Regions from separate parts of the Sus scrofa genome. Here region 2 is linked to region 1. The links are chromatin contacts, called in public targeted proximity ligation maps. All regions are on one chromosome and are shown on one strand. The core of a region is the stretch at or near the end of the contact, and the rest is flanking DNA. Distances in the headings are between cores, read along the strand shown.

Region 1 (5,653 bases), core at 1,895-4,394:
TCTCCAGCCAGATTCCAGTCAACACATTCCAGCCTGTGAGGGAAGAATAGAAAACTAAAGTGGAGAAAGCATGGGATATATTAATAGAATGGCAAAAAAAATTCAGTTGAGGGGAGTTCCCTGACTGTCTAGTGGTTAGGATTTAGTATTTTCACTGCTGAAGCCCAGGATCCCTGGTCTGGGAACTGAGGTCCCATATCAAGCCGCTGCACACAAGAGCCAAAAAAAATTTTTGTTTTAGTTGACTCAAGATTCATATGATAAGCAGTAGGGAGCTGTAAGACATACATATATGTGTGTGTGTGTAGCTTAGGGACGTGTAGCTTAGGGACAGACCATTAAAGACCTGGAGCGACAAACTTGCATAACTTAATATAATGTGCAAAAAAGCCACAGAAGGTATTTGAGCCAGGCAGAGATAGGATAAAAAGTTTTATGAAGATGACTCTGGGAGTTCCCACTGTGGCATACTGGGTTAAGAATCCAACTGCAGTGGCTGGGGCCGATGCAGAGGCACCTGTTCTATCCCCAGCCTGGTACAGTGGGTTAAAGGATCCAGCATTGACACAGCTGACGCGTAGGTAACAGCTGCAGCTCGAATTCAGTCCCTGGCCCAGGAACTTCCATATGCCATGGGGTGTGGCCCTAAAAAGAAAAAAAATGACTCTGGAAATAGTATATAGAACACATGCAGGTGGAAAGAGGCCAAAAGAGAGGAGATGCCTGTCACAGTCCAAGCAAGAGGAATCACTTCCACATACTCCTGCTCTATAAGGAAGCACCGCCAAAATCTGTTCATAATATGAGAAAAAGAATGTATATACTGTATATACATGGGGAGCTCTTATTATGGCTCAGTGGGTTATTAACCCAACTAGTATCCATTAGGATTTGGGTTCGATCCCTGGCCTTGCTCAGTGGGTTAAGAATCTAGCATTGTCTCAAGCCATGGCATAGGTCACAGATGTGGCCCATATTGCTGTGGCTGTGGCATAGACCGGCAGCTGAAGCTCTGATTTGACCCCTAGCCTGGGAACTTCCATATGCTGCAGGTGCTTCCCCAAAAAGAAAAAAAAAAAGAAGTACATATTTGTATAACTGGCTCACTTTGCTGTACAGCAGAAATTGACAAAACACTGCAAATCAACTATAATTTAAAAAGTAAAATAAATACAAAAAAAAAAGATCTGTTCGTCCAACTTGCATAATATGCCTTTTTCATCCTTTCCCTCTTTTCGTTGCCACTGACCACACCGACTTCAGACCTACCTGAAGTGTACTAGCAGAGACCAGCCCAGCCACCAGTGTGCCAGACGTCTCTTGGTCTCCTGTCTGCCTATTTAGCAACCTCTTTTCCTTGAGAAATCCTCAGGACTCCCAGGAGAGAGTTATCACAGGTCCTGCCTATACCCTGGGCCTCTGACTCCTGCAGACACCCCAGCCCCTTGCTCACAGGGAATGGCCTAAGGGTAGACATATGACCCAAAAAGCACCAACTCCAGGCCCTCTCTGGTATTTACCCAATGAGTAATAGGAGAAAAACGCTCTTCCTATAACCTGAACTGCTGGATGTCCATCTGGAGGAGCTGGGAGCTCTTTTTCTCCCCGTGCCAACAGGCAAGAGAACCAGCATCTAAACGGGGAATGGAGGGGAGGTGGAGAGGAGAACTGGAGGCAGCAAAGGGATGGAGCAACAGAATCTGAGCCCTTACAGCCAGCCACCCTGGACTTCCCAGTTATTAAACAAACACATTTCTATTCTGTTTCACTTGTAGATGGAGTTGGAGTCTATCATTTCAATAGAAAGAGATCTATAATTTTTTACCTACTTTCCAACCACTGCACACTATTACCCCACCACGTTTCAGCCAAACTTGATTTCCCTTTCTCGAACACATCCTAAACCTGATCAGACATTTCTCGAATTAGAGTTTCTTTTCCCTGTATTTTTACCAGTCAAGTACTTTTATCCACTTATCAAGTTCAACTTAATAAGACACATACGAATGGTGCATATACAAGAAATGTTCACTTTAGTGCTATGCAAAGTGGAAAAATTAAACAATGCAAATGCTTACTAAAAGTGGATTCTTTACATGCTAAGTAGAACATTTTTTTAACAGAAAATTATGCAAACGTGAACATGTACATGTTTTATGGGGAAATGTACTTTTTTACAGGGAAAGATATTCTTGGCACATGCAGTAAACAAAGCAGTTTCCAAAACTGTTATCACTATAGGATCCGTAATTGTGTGATAACTGGAGAGATCAACCAACCAGAAGAGAAAGTGGGTAGGAGCAATCCCAGAAAAGAGTGTATGCACAGCAGTGCCAGCAGAGGGCACCCAAGCGCAGCTCAAAAGTTAACAGTCCAGCCAGTGAAAGAGTACATACGACTGAGCAATAAGCCGCTGGATGACTCATGCTTGTGCAAATGGAAATGGAATAAGTACACATGACTATAAAGAATATTAAGTTCTCGCCTGTCTATTAACACATCATTCAAATATGTCTGGGTAGGTTCTCCCTCATTTGGAAAGAGTTAAGAGATAGTCTAATAGAAAAGCCAAGTAACAAAAACAAAAATTTACTTTGAGGAGGCTTGAAGGGCACACAGACAGACGGTGTGACTGCCCCACATGAGGGAGACAGAAGACCCTTTGGAGACAGTGTAATGACACAGCAGCCAGCCAGCCAAATATAGGACAATGTGATCCTCAACCTAATGAAGAACAGCAGTGGATTATAAACCATTAAAAATACGAAGCCGAGAGTTGGCATCTGATGGTTAATTGTATGCATCAATTTGACTGGGTCACGAGGCGCCCAGATATGTGATTCAACATCATTGCAGTTGCGTCTTGGAGGGTGTCTGCAGACAAGATTAATGTTTCAGTTCACAGACCGAGTAAAGCCGGCTGCTCTCCCCAAAGAGGACGTGCCTCATCCAATCTGCTGGAGGCCTGAGCAGAAGAACAAAGAGGCTGAGAAGAGAAGATTCACTGTCTCTGCCTGACTGCCTTGAGCTGGGATACGAGCCTCTGTACCTGGACTCAGACCCAGAATGAAATTTACAACATCAGCTTTCCTGCTTCTCAGCGCTTCAGACTCAAACTGGAAGCACAGGAGCTTCCCCTTTATCAGGGGAGGATATGTGCCAAGACCCAGTGGATGCCTGAAACCATAGAGAGAGAGTACTAAACGCTACACAAAGTAAGTTTTTTCCTACACATACCTACCTATGACAAATTTTAATTTATAAATTAGGCACAGAATGAGATTAACACTAATAACTAATAATAAAAAAGAACAATTTGATGATTGTTATACAATTATAGATGTAATAAAATTCACTGAGTAATTTAAAAAAAGAACAATTATAACAATATACTGTAATAAGTTCTGTGGGAGTTCCTTTTGTGGCTCAGCTGGTTAAGAACCTGACATAGTGTCAGTGAGGATTCAGGTTTGATCTCTGGCCTCTTCCAGTGGGCTAAGGATTCTGCAATACCGCAAGCTGCGGTTTAAGTCACAAATGTGACTCGGATCCTGCATTGCTGTGGCTGTGGCATAGGCCAGGAGCTGTGGCTTTGATTTGACCCCCAGCCTGGGAATTTCCATATGCCACAGGTATGGCTGTAAAAATAAGGAAAAAAAAAAAGTTATGTGAATGTGGTCTCTCTCAAAATACCTTAATGTAAAAATTCAATAACTTCTGTACCTCAACTAAGCACTTACCAGGCACTGCGACCACAGCATATGCAGTCTGAGATGTGACAGCAAAACTGCACAAATTTCTTTATCCTTTTTCACAATTTCTCAAATAGATTGTTTGTATCATAGACCTTATCAGCTTTATTTTTATTTTTTGCCAGGTTTTTTTTGTTTGTTTTTTTTTTTGTTTGTTTGAGGGCTGCACCCAGAGCATATGGGAAGTTCCCAGGCTCGGAGCTGAATCAGAGCTGTAGCTGCCAGCCTACACCACAGCCACAGCAATGCCAGCTCCAAGCAGTGTCTGCAACCTACACCACAGCTCTCTCAGCACTACCCGATCTTTAACCCACTGAGTGGGGCCAGAGATCGAACCCACATCCTCATGGATACTAGTCAGGTTCGTTACTGCTACACCACCACGGCAACTCCAACCTTGTCAACTTTGGCATACCATATTTTCCTTCCCTTATTAACTTGAGCCTTTTCACTGAAAGAAGCACTTTAAGCTCTCTTTGGCAGATTTGAATATCCAGCATCGTTGCTCTTGTACTTTAGGCCATTAAGTGAATGAGGCTCACCCTTGAACACGAGTGTTATGATACCATGAGAGGCCATCTGATAACCAAGTCAGCCACAGGTAAGCAGGAAACACCGGACAAAGGGATGATTCACATCCAGGGTGGGGCAGAGTGGGACAGAGCACAAGGTTTCACCACATTGGCGCACAAGTGAAAACTTATGAATTACTGAGTTCCACTGTGGCTCAGTGGTAACGAACCCAACTAGCATTCACGCCTTGCAATCTCTGGCCTTGCTCAGTGGGTTAAGGATCCGGCATTGCCATGAGCTGTGGTGTAGGTCGCAGGTGCAGCTCAGAACCAGCGTTGCTGTGGCTGTGGCGTAGGTTGGCAGCTGCAGCTCCCATATGACTCCAGCCTGGAACTTCCATGCACCATGGGTGTGGCCCTAAAGAGACAAAAAAGAAAAAGGAAAACTTAGGAATTGCTTATTTCTGTCATTTTTCATTTAATATTTTCAACTTGCAAATACGGAAACTGTAGAAAGCGAAACCTTAGATGAGAGGAGGGTTTTTACTGTATACACTCCTGGGTTTCCAACTTGTCCCTGCTTTGTGCTCTGCCTTCCTATCCACGTGAGACAATTCCTTATAATAAATCCCATTGGTCTGTTTCTCTGGAGAGTTCAGACTAATACACTATACAAATAATAAATAGATAAATAAAGAGGAAGATGGACGACTCTTACAGAAAAACGCCATGTCGACTGTCACCATTAAGACTCAGGCAAGTCTCATCAACAGAAGCTAAACCTAGGGAGAAATTTTTATATATATACAGTCTCATGGGGCCTCCCCACAGATTTACGAGGTGTTGGAATGGAAAATATAGTAACAACACAGAGTAGAAACTAAACATCATCTTTTCTGAGTGGTCAGCATTGCCATGAGACAGGTGGACAAAAGACTTCAAATGTGATACCCTGAATACCTGCAAGGTATCCATGCTAAGAATGCAGAACCTGAATCTTACTATGAGGAAGTATCAGACAAATCCAAAATAAAAAAGTTACTCTTAAAAAAAGAGGAGAAGGCTGTGTTCTTCAAAAATACTGATGTTGGCATTCCCATCGTGGCTCAGCAGAAACAAAATTGACTAGGATCCTTGAGGACACAGGTTCAATCCCTGGCCTCGCTCTGTGAGTTAAGGATCTGGCATTGCCGTGAGCTGTGGTGTAGGTCACAGACACGGCTCGGATCCTGTGTTGCTGTGGCTGAGGTGTAGGCCAGCGGCTACCACTCCAGTTGGACCCCTAGCCTGGAAACTTCCATATGCCGTGGGTGTGGCCCTAAAAAGAAAAAAAAATATATATATATATATAGATAGATAGATAGATAGATGTCATAAAAAGCTGTGGAA
Region 2 (5,653 bases), core at 1,362-3,861, 93 kb after region 1:
ACACCCCTTGACTCGGCCAAAAGAAGGGAACTTCATGGCTAACTTAGCTCAGTCAGGGAATTCTCCTTACCTTACTCAGATGTATTAAAAACTCCGACTGGGAGTTCCCATCGTGACACAGTGGTTAAGGAATCCGACTAGGAACCATGAGGTTGCAGGTTCGATCCCTGGTCTTGCTCAGTGGGTTAAGGATCTGGCGTTGCTGTGAGCTGTGGTGTAGGTTGCAGACACAGCTTGGATCCAGCATTGCTGTGGCTCTGACATAGGCCGGAGGCTACAGCTCTGATTAGACCCCTAGCCTGGGAACCTCTATATGCCTCGGGAGTGGCCCTAGAAAATGCAAAAAGACAAAAAAAAAAAAAATTAAAACTCCGACTGAGGAGTTCCCATCATGGCTCAGTGGTTAACAAACCCAACTAGGATCCATTAGGACATGGATTTAATACCTCAGGATTAAAAATGAAAGCCAATCAGGATATTCAACTACTAATTGAAGTTTTCTTTAGAAGATAATCCTCTGCCTGAGGAGGAATCCGTACAGATGATAGAATGTTTACACTTTGTGGAGTCTGTCAGCTATCCAAAGATCAGAGAATCAACATGTATACAGCAAACAGGTATGCTTTTGGGGTAGGGCATGTTTTGACATGCTTTGGAAACAGAAGCCACTTCTCACCTTGGCTGGACCCTCCATCCATTACGGATAACCAGTCAGGAACCTTCAGATGCACTCCTACTTCTTGGAGAGGTAGCTATCATAAAGGTTGAGGCCAGGAATTCCCTGTGGCTCAGCAGTAACAAACCTGACTATTATCCATGACCGTGGGTTCGATCCCTGGCCTCACTCAGTGGGTTAAGGATTTGGTGTTGCCATGAGCTGTGCTGTAGGTTGCAGATGAAGCTTGGATCCAGCCTAACTGTGGCACAGATGGCAGCTCTGATTGGACCCCTAGCCTGGAAACTTCCATATGCCACACATGCAGCCCTAAAAAGCAAAAAAGAAAAAAGTTGAGGCCAAACAAGAAGAGATAATATGGAAGCTAAAGAAATGCTCTAGCAGCATTTCCAAACAAGAAGCCTTAATGAAGGTAATGATCCTAAGTATATCCTCAAAAGATAGATCTCTGGAGTGATTCAATGAGGCCATTACAAAATATCACTTTGCAGCCCCTGGTTTTGTAAAGAAAGGATGGGGAAAATATGGCTGTGCTCTTGACACAGATAATCTCTGATGCTTCCAAAGGCCCTGCTTTGTGGCACCAGATGATTTCAAAAGGATGTTAGCTAAATTTCTCTGTGAAACTACCCATGGTGGTGCAGAAAAAATGGTTAACAACTTAGATCAACATTACTGCTGGAAAAATTTAAAAGACAGCTGCACTTATTCTCAGGTCATGTGTGGTTTGTCAACAACATAATTCTAAAAAAAAATATGTAAAGGGAGGAGAGTGACCAGGATCTGATGACTTGCAGGCCCTTCAAATACCTTTAGGTGGATTTTTTCCTGCATTTATTTTATCCTCTCCATGGTATTTGAATATGTTTTAGTTATTGAGCATCTATTTTTAAGCTGAAAGTAATTACTTGCTGAAAAGCAACAGGTCTTATAGTTTCTAAAGTGTTACTTGATTTTGTGTTTCCATCCTGGGTACCATGTTCTACACCAAATAACTGAGTCCCACACTTTATGGACACTATTATGAAAAGAATTATATAAGGCATTACCCCTGACTCCAAAATGACATGCATTTACTGTCCGCAATCTTCTGAAAAGTTGAAAAAACCAGTGGCATTCTCTCTTTTTTTTTTTTTTTTTTTTTTTTTTTTTTTTTGCTTTTTAGGGCTGCACCCACAGCATATGGAAGAAGTTTCTAGGCTAGGGGTCAAATCGGAGCTACAGCTTCCAGCCTACACCCCAGCCACAGCAACACAGGATCTGAGTCGCGTCTGCAACCTACACCACAGCTCATGGCAACACCAGATCCTTAACCCACTGATCGAGGCCAAGGATCAAACCTGCATCCTCATGGATCCTAGTTGGGTTCGTTATCCGCTGAGCCATGAAGGGAACTCCCACCAGTGCCATTCTTAAATTAAGCAACATTTTCAGAAATCCTTGTGCTTCCTTGACTGAAGGTGTTCCAAGGTAACGCCGTGGCCCATGCATTTAGGGGTTTCACCTCTGCCATCAGCTCTGCCTTGCTGAAAGCAGATGCAAAATATCAGAATGGACTCATGACCTATACCCAGTCCTATTGCCAACAGATCAGGACCATCTCCTCACATCTTCTGAAACAGCCTCTTCTTCACCTTCCACCAAGAGATCTGTCTATTGGAAGAGATATCCATCCATTGGAGGCTCTTGAACCTCATCAGAAGGAATCTTACCAAGAACTGTTAGTGACAAGGCCAGAATTCTACACCAAAGAAGCAATCCAGAACTTCATGCACAATCAGCAAGCTACTCTAATAGGGGGACCTCAAAGTCAGGATTGTCACTGATGCCCTAAAAGCAGTAGATATTTTGAAAGTAGACAGATGAACCAAGACCTCTGGAAAAAGCTGATGACCTCATGTGGTAGATGGCTTCCATCCAAGATGTTAAGCCAAGACTTCAGCTATTTCCTGTTTTTGTTTTTTTTAATTTGCTCGTTTTTAGCCATTCTCACTTTCTACAGACCTCTGGCTGTCATTTACCCATAATGATCCTTTTTCCTTTTATTTCCCCTTTATTATAATTGTTAGTTCAGAACCCACTCATTCTAATGCCATTCTTAGATTATTCTAAACAAGAGCCACTGCCCCCAATCTTACTGACTCCTGGATAAGCTGTCCATCACTGGACCCCCATGATGAAAACCTTTGGGCAATTCTGGTCTCAGGAAATAAAAATATAGGATAGTTCCTGCTGTGGTTCAGCGGAAACAATCTGACTAGTATCTATGAGGATGCAGGTTTGATCTCTGGCCTCGCTCAGTGGGTTAAGGATCCGGCATTGCCTTAGCTGTGGTATAGGTCACAGTCATAGCTTGGATCCTGTGTTGCTCTGGCTGTTGTGCAGGCTGGCAGCTATAACTCTGATTCGACCCCCAGCCTTGGAACTTCCTATGCCACTATGCGGAGGTTCGGCCCTAAAAAGCAAAAAAAAAAAAAAAGAAAAGAAAAAGAAAAAGAAAGAAAGAAAGAAAACTCTAGGGAATTACAGAGGATGGCATCTCCACTTGCACCTACGTGTGAAAGAAGTTTAAACAAACCGCTTGTGACTTTGTTCATGCTCTTCTCACCCAAAAAAAACCCCCAAAATGCCCCTACAAAAGCCAATTGTTACAATCTATTGATCAGACCCTAACTAATTCTAACTTTGAATTCAACAAAATTCATAGGGCAAGAAGCCAAATAATCCTTGCTGCCTGGGAGAGACTAACAGAAATTCAAATTCCAGTCTGGTGGGCAATTTTTTTTTTGCTTTTTAGGGCCACACCTTCGGCATATGGAAGTGCCCAGGCTAGGGGTTGAATCAGAGCTGCAGAGAGGCCAGGGATTGAACCCAGATCCTCATGGATACTAGCTGGGTTTGTAACCACTGAGCCACAACAGGAACTCCTTGTGGGCAATTCTTTTCCTTAGATCTCCATGTGTCAAGCCCTGATCCTATTTCCTTTGTGGGAAGGATATCTGATCCTGTTTGCCTCAGAGCAGCACCTCATACACTTCACAAATACTGTTCCAAGACTTGCCTGGAGAAGAGAACCTAATTCTAGAAAACACCAAAGCTGGAAACTCTAACTCAGACTTGAGCTCGAAACATGGCACCCTTGATTATTTAGGCATTCTCTGTTGAGAAATTGATGACTCACTCTTATGCAAACAATCCGAGCAATATTTCCAGCAATAGGAATCATACAAATAAAAAAAGACTGTAGGAAGCCTATCACTAACTCTGGCAATAGTTATTAACAAGACCACCTCTTCCCTTGATGGACTATAGATTAGTCACAACTCTTTGTTACAGGTGGAAACAGTCAACAGCATAGCTCTAGACTCCCTCTTGGCTGATTACAGGAGCATTTGTATCATTGCTAGTACGTCTTGCTATACTTATATTAATAAAATAGGAAAGATAAACAGCCTATGCCTCATTTGAACGAATAAATCTACTTGGGCTTTCTGAGCTTGGTCCTCAAGGTCAACAGGGTTTGTTCTCTTGTTCTGGATGGGTCAATTGGGGCTCCTGTTTTAAAGCATCTTACAGGTAATATTAAATATTCTTGTTTTGTCATAGTGCTCATGATGCTTGTGTACCGTATTCTCTTTCTAGTGTTTTAATTGAATCTCTGGATTTACTCTCTTGCCAGATGATTATCATGATGATAAAACAAAAGCTAAGATGATCTCTCAATACACTTGGCTAAGGAAACAACTAGACCATCCCCAAGAGACAAAGACCTGGAATTCAAGCATTTCCTGAGTTGGTCAACTTCTCAAAAGTGACCAGATGACCAAAAGAGGGGCTTGAGAAACTAACTATAGAAATGAATAATAGTCAGATCATATATGACAACAGAACTCTAAACCATAACCAGTTCAGGAAACCAAACCATGACCTCTGCAGTCAACAGTCCCAAACAGTCAGGACTTGGTCACTGACTGCCAGCTTCTCTATTTTTCATCCCTGCTTCCTCCTCAGGACCAACCAGAGAAATCCAAATATGCTGACCATATCACTCATGTGATTAAACTCCTTCATTTGTGACTACACAGGACATCCAAGATTTCAACCACACTTCTTAGCATATCTTGTAAGCTTCTCCTATATTTACCAGCATTCTATTGATTGCAAATGGTAGAAACTCAAGTTGGCCTGAGAAAAAAGGGAACTGCCTGTTCATGTAACTTGAAATAACAAGAGTGAATAATTGGGTTTAGATTAAGCTAATGGGGTTTGGGCATGGGTCAAGGCAGGGAAAAGAAGCTAATGTGATCTTCTGAGTGGGCTCCTATGGGCCATTCAAAGTTTTGTTGTTGTGCTTTCTGTTGATGCTGTGTAATTGGGATTGATTTTTCACATGTTTGTTCTGCGAAGGTTCTAAAGTTCAGAGGGGATTATCTTCATGGATAAGATCCAGACGTGCCTGGATCTTTGGCTCATTCCTTTGGCACCTCACAAGCCTAATAACAGAGTGGAGCTGTAAGTCTTTTTGACTGATGATTTTTCCAGTTGGTGCCTTTGGCAAAGTGAGACAGACTCTGTGTGGAGAAACCCTTTGAGCTTTTGGAATTGTCACCTCAGGACAGTAGCATCTAGAAGCAATTACTGCGCTCCTATAGAAAATGAATTCCTGACCTATCTAGGCCTAGGGACTCTTCTTCCTGATATTCCCATTTTGAAGGACAGTCAACATGAACTGAAGAACTAACAATGTTGGGGCTTCCAGTGTGGCTCTATGGAATAAAAATCTGACTAGTATTCATGAGGATGTGGGTTCGATTCCTGGACTTGCTCAGTGAATTAAGGATCCAATGTTGCCGCAAGCTGCAGTGTAGGTCACAGAGGTGGCTTGGATCTGGCGTTGCTGTGGCTGGGGCATCAGCCAGCAGCTTCAGCTCTGATTCCACCCGCAGCCTGGAAACTACAGATGTGGCCCTAAAAAAA

What was found.
Region 2: a targeted proximity ligation map of alveolar macrophages shows a contact between it and region 1. A contact is called at or near these places in 2 of 47 Hi-C or Micro-C datasets (liver and retroperitoneal adipose tissue) and 1 of 2 datasets of targeted methods (alveolar macrophages).

The regions. Positions count from the first base shown.
Region 1 is chr4:56,540,417-56,546,069 of Sscrofa11.1, reverse strand. All of the region lies in intron 1 of TPD52 (tumor protein D52), which reads right to left. Among named protein-coding and RNA genes, the nearest start is that of MRPS28, 64 kb to the left of the region's middle.
Region 2 is chr4:56,446,634-56,452,286 of Sscrofa11.1, reverse strand. No RefSeq gene overlaps it. Among named protein-coding and RNA genes, the nearest start is that of TPD52, 24 kb to the left of the region's middle.